Regions from separate parts of the Macaca mulatta genome. Here region 2 is linked to region 1. Evidence: chromatin contacts called from public Hi-C data. All regions are on one chromosome and are shown on one strand. The core of a region is the stretch at or near the end of the contact, and the rest is flanking DNA. Distances in the headings are between cores, read along the strand shown. Region 1 holds the start of MAP1LC3B (microtubule associated protein 1 light chain 3 beta). Region 2 holds the start of ZCCHC14 (zinc finger CCHC-type containing 14).

Region 1 (2,646 bases), core at 73-2,572:
AACAAAAAAGGCACGTCTAAGTCTTGCTAACCAACGGACTGCCTCAAGAGGCTGTTGGAAAAGATACGCTTGGCAAGCCAAGGCCCATTTTCATTTACTGAAGTTTCTCAGGCACAAGAAATAAAATAACGGTCAATAACGAGACGTGCAAAACTATATCCAAACTCAAATACACGCTAAGCTCTTTCTAGACTCCGGGAAACGAGGCAAAAGCAGACAAACAGCACCACTGTGTGGGCTCCCGACGAGGATGGCGGCAGACATTCGCCGTCCGCTGGGACGAACGCGGTGCCTCCCTACCAAACCGGTGCCTGGAGCTTAGGCAAAAACAGATATCCGGATCTGCTGCGTTCTCTGGCTCAAAAGGGAAAGAATCACTTCGCATCATCTGCGTGGAGTAAATACTGTGATGGTGACACCTGCACGTTTAACCAAATGCCAGGACACCTCAGTTGGGTTTCCAGTCTGAACTGGCGGAAAAGGGATGTATTCCTGGTGTCAAGGTGAGAACGGAAACGCAAACCCAAGAGAAGTCTCCCACCCCAGCTCCCGGGCTACACACACAACTGTCAACACCGCCGTGGGCCGTCCCGGGCGCGGCGGGGCCGGGGGCCCGGCACGTTCCCCCGCTCTCGACGGAGGCTCTGGGGTCTGTAAGGGGCACTCGCAGCCGGGCGGGCTCCCTCGACGGGAAAACTAGCCCTGAAGGTGACGCGCCGGGTCCCGGCGCAGCCCGGCTTCAGAGCCGAACTGCCCAGCGTGGCCCCGGGGGCCCTTGGGCCCCAGAAGCGCGACCCTCGCCCGGCAGCACGTTCGAGGGGGCGGCGGTGGCCGGGGTGCGGCAGGGAGCCCGCCGCGGAGGGCGCCGGGTGATTCAGCAGGCCCGGGGGCCCCGAGCGCACCGGTCCCCGCCCGCCCGCCGCGGGCTGCCTCCTCCTAGGCCTCCGAGGGGTCCGCAGGCCGCCACGGCCCAGACCAGCCCCTGGCCCTCCCGGCTCGGCCCCGGCCTGGGTCCCTCACAGTGCCCCGGGCCCCGCGTCCCTCGGCCCCGCCGGCCGGCAGCCACCGGCCCCGCTCGGCCTCCCGGCTCGGCCCCGGCCCCTCACGGCGTCCCAGGCCCTGCCGCCCTCCACAGCTCGGACCCCGGACCCGCCGCACCCGGCGCCCTCGCGGCGACACTCACCGAAGGTGCGGCGCTGCTTGAAAGTCTTCTCCGACGGCATGGTGCGGGGATCTGGGCGGCGGCGGCGACGACGCGAGGGTCCCGGCGGCTCCTGGGGGCGGCGGCGGCTGCGGCGGAGAATCTGACTCTGGCGACAGCTACTTCCCTTGTGTCTTCTCAGCCCGCAGCCTCGTCAGGTGACTCGCAGCGCGTCACCGAGGGGCGGGGCCAGAGCCGGCCAGGGCCGCCGCCATGGCGGGCGTGGCGGAACACAGGAAAGGCACGCAGCGTGGGGGCGGGGTAGGTGTGTGCGCATGCGCGATGAGTGAAACGGGCGCTCTGCGCATGCTCCCGGTGGTGCACTTGCCCCGCCCAGCAATGCTGAGCGCCTGAGGCGCCTGAGGTGACGGTTGTGGGCCGGGCCGCAGCCCCGGGCTGTGGGCGCTCGGGAGCCTGCTCCCCGGCCCTGAGGAGAGGGCAGCGCGGGGCGGGGGAGGCTGAGCCACGGGCGTGGTGTCCCGGGTCGCTCTTGAGGGAGCGGTCCAAGGAAGGGACATGGGGTAAACTCGACCATCCCTTCCCCTCCGGAGAGAGACTTGGCGGTGCGGGCCCAGACGCCGGCACCCCGGGCTGAGGCGCGCAGGGCAGGCCGCGTCCTCTTCGGGAGGCAGGGTCGCCGCTCGCCCGTGGAGCCCCGGCCCCCTCCGCTTGCGGGGCGCGTGCGGTCCGTGGGTGGCTTCCGGGGAGCGGCCGCTGGTGACCTCCGCCCGCAGTCACTCGACGCCCAGCCTTGGGGCGTCTACGGAACTGCTTTTGTCCCGAGGCCTTCATCCTGGGACGCTCCTGCTGGCTGTGAGATCTTCCTCCCGTTAGGTCGCCCGCAGCGACGGCCAGGCTGCCCCACGTCGCTAGCCGCCCTGTCCACCCCTCAGCCTCCCAGCCACTAAACTCGCGGGACACCTTACACTCGTGACAGTTTTTGAGTCTCGGACTCATCTGTAACAGGGCAGTCAGATTTGAGGACTCCAAATGGGCCGCAGGGCGTCAGTCACCATGCGGTATTTGGTTGCTATTGCCCACCTCAGCCTATGGCCAACGTGTCTCTGTAGGAACAGCACTAGATCCTTTGGGGTTTTTTTTTTGAGACAGGGTCTTGCTCTGTTGCCCAGCCTGGAATGCAGTGGCGCGATCATAGCTCGTGGTGGCCTCGACCTCCTGGGCTCAAGGGATCCTCCTGCCTCAGCCTCCCCAGAAGCTGGGAGTAGAGCCGCCATCTCGCTTTGTTGCCCAGGCTGGTCTTGAACTCCTGGCCTCAAGCGACCCTCCCGCCTCGGCCTCCTTCAGAGTTGGGATTATAGGCGTGAGCCACTGCTCCCGGCTATTTGGCTGTTTTTGTTCTTTAGTATCTAGTACTTTAAAAGAGCCCATAGTTCCAGGATTTCTCCTTTTGACTTTGTAAAAGCCTTTCTTCTATCCCAATTGCA
Region 2 (2,646 bases), core at 40-2,539, 100 kb before region 1:
TTGCACCTCCCACCACACCCCCAGGGCAAGTCAGCCGCCTCAAAAGTGCCGGTGCCGGCCCTCTGTGAGCTCATCACCTTCGCACAAGCCCTCGGGGGCGGTTATTATTACCCTCATTTTCCCGGGGAGGCGCCTGGGGCTCAGAGAGGCCAAGTGACTCGTCCAAGGTCACACAGCTTAGCAGTGGTCGACCCGGGATTGGAACCCGGGGGTCCGGACCCCGCGGCGGCCATTTCTCGAAGATACCCACTACCTCCCTCTTACACCGCTCAGGAATAAAGCAGGAAGGCCGAACGCCCCGTTTTCGCCCAAAAACAATGCTCCACGCAAATTTGCGGGAACAAAAGCAACCAGAAATCCAGCCCGGGTTTTCCGCCTCTCCGATCTCCGCGGACCAATCGCGTCCTGACGGCCGCCGAGGGACGGGAGGCGGTGGCTCCAACATGATCGACAACCCCCGGGGAGGCGTGGCCGCGGCACGGGCGAATGGGATTGGGGTCCAGGCACAATCACGGGCCGAGAACGGGCCGCCTGAGCCAATCAGCGGGGGGAGGCGGGCCCGGCCGGCCCGGGCTGTCGCGAGAGGCGGCCACCCCGCCCACTTCTGCTGGTCCCGGCCGCCCGTCAGCCGCGAGCGCGACGATCCCTCCGCTCCTCTGACGGCGCCTCCGCTGCCGCCGCCGCCGCCGCGCTCGGGCCCGGATCCGTCCGCCGCGCGGGAGCAGCAAGGCCGGCAAGTCCCGGCCGGATCCCTCCGCGCCGCCCGCCGCGCGTCCCTCCCCCGCCAGCGCCCGTTCCGCGGCCGCGGCCCCCAGCGCTCCCCAGGCGGCGACGCCGCGCCCGCGGCCCGGGGTAACGGCCGGCCTGGGCGGAGGCGCGGGCGGCGGCGACGGCATGGCCGGGGCGGCTCCGTCGGGGGGCGGCCCGCAGTGACAGACCCTGCGGCGCGGGGGGAGATGGGGGCGGCCGCCTCCCGGGCGACGACGACGACGACGACGAGGAGCAGCCGCCGCCGCCGCCGCGCACCGGCCGCCGCTGGGCACGGGCGCGGGGAAGGCGCCTCCCCGTGAGCGGGGGGCCCGAGGCCGCTCGCCGCCCCCGGCCGCCCCGGCCGCCCCGGGCCCCCCCGGCGCCTCGCGCGCGCCCGCCCGCCGGCCCCTGACGGGAGCCTTGCCCGGCCCCGGTCCCCGCCCCCGCCCCGGCGCCCGCCAGGCCCGCGGCGCCCGCGCGCCCTCGCCCGGACCCGGCCCCGGCCCGCGCGCCCCCGGCCCCGGCGCGCCCCGGCCGCGGCCCCCGGCGCCCCCCGGCCGCCCCCGCGCGGCCCCCGGCCCCGGGTCGCGGCGCGGCGCGGGCGGCAGCATGGTGGAGAAGCGCTGCCCGTTGCAGAGGGACGGCGTGTACCGCTGGTTCTCGGAGCTGCCGTCGCCGCAGCGCGTGGAGTTCCTGTGCGGCCTGCTGGACCTGTGCATCCCGCTCGAGCTGCGCTTCCTCGGCTCGTGCCTGGAGGACCTGGCCCGCAAGGACTACCACTCGCTGCGCGACTCGGAGATCAAGGCCAACAACCCGGCCGACCTAGGCAGCCTCACCAACCTGACGGACGAGGTGGTGCGCAGCAAGCTGCTGGTGTCGCTGGCGCTGCTGGGCTCGGAGCAGCGCGAGGCGGCGGGCGTGCTCTACCGCACGCTCACGCACATCGACTCCATCATTCACAACTACGGGCTGCAGCTCAACGAGGGCCGCACGGGCGATGAGTTCTTGCTGCTGTTCACCATGGCCTCCAACCACCCGGCCTTCAGCTTCCACCAGAAGCAGGTGCTGCGCCAGGAGCTTACGCAGATCCAGAGCAGCCTGAACGGCGGCGGGGGCCACGGCGGCAAGGGCGCGCCCGGGCCGGGCGGCGCGCTGCCCACCTGCCCGGCCTGTCACAAGGTGCGTGCCCGCCCCGAGCTCTGCCCTGTACCCAACTCTGCGCCCCTAACTCTGCACGCCAAGCCTCCAGCCTGCACCGCGAGTCCCCCACCCAGGCCTCCAAGCCTGCACCGCAACCCCCCCCAACCCACGCCTCCAACCTGCACCGACAGCCCCCACCCAGGCCTCCAGCCTGCACCGCGAGCCCCCAACCTGTGTTCCAAGCCCCATCCCAAGCTTCTACCCCGCACCCCAAATGTGTGCCCCACCTCTCCAAGCCTCCACCGTACATCTCAAGTCCCCATCCCGTGTCCCAAGCCCACATCCTAAGCCCCCACTCCGCACCCTAAGTCTGCACTTCAAGCCCCAAGACCGCACCGCGGCCCTGAACCCACACCCTCAGTCCCCTCTGCGTGCCCCAAAGCCTCCAGACCTATGCCTCGCGCCCCTTGGGCAGGAGCGGCTACAGGGGCCCTGGGTCCGAGGATCCGCGGGAGCGGTGCGGGAGACGTCCGCAGTCAGAACTCACAGTCCCGGGTGCCCTCCTTTCACTTAGCTGGCTGCAAACGCGATAGGGCCTTTGTCCCCTTAATGGGGCCCTTGGGTGACAGATAACTGATTGCGGCGCCTTGGTTTCCCCAAATCTGGTATTTATTACCAGAAAGGGAAGGAGCCGTGGCCATGCCAGAAGCCGCCGGTGAGGTGAACATTGCAAGGCGCTGAGCCGCTCCCTCCACA

What was found. Hi-C and Micro-C count contacts between places; a contact is called where the count stands out from the background.
Region 2: a Hi-C map of fetal cortex germinal zone shows a contact between it and region 1, with 3 times the contacts expected there. The contact joins the promoter of ZCCHC14 here to the promoter of MAP1LC3B in region 1. A contact is called at or near these places in 2 of 14 Hi-C or Micro-C datasets (cortical neurons and fetal cortex germinal zone).

What each region holds. Positions count from the first base shown.
Region 1 is chr20:82,762,568-82,765,213 of T2T-MMU8v2.0, reverse strand. MAP1LC3B (microtubule associated protein 1 light chain 3 beta) reads right to left here and starts at 1,322. Exons shown (of 4, transcript NM_001193625.1): 1 at 1,184-1,322. The coding sequence starts at 1,223.
Region 2 is chr20:82,866,111-82,868,756 of T2T-MMU8v2.0, reverse strand. ZCCHC14 (zinc finger CCHC-type containing 14) reads left to right here and starts at 1,289. Exons shown (of 15, transcript XR_013412006.1): 1 at 1,289-1,929.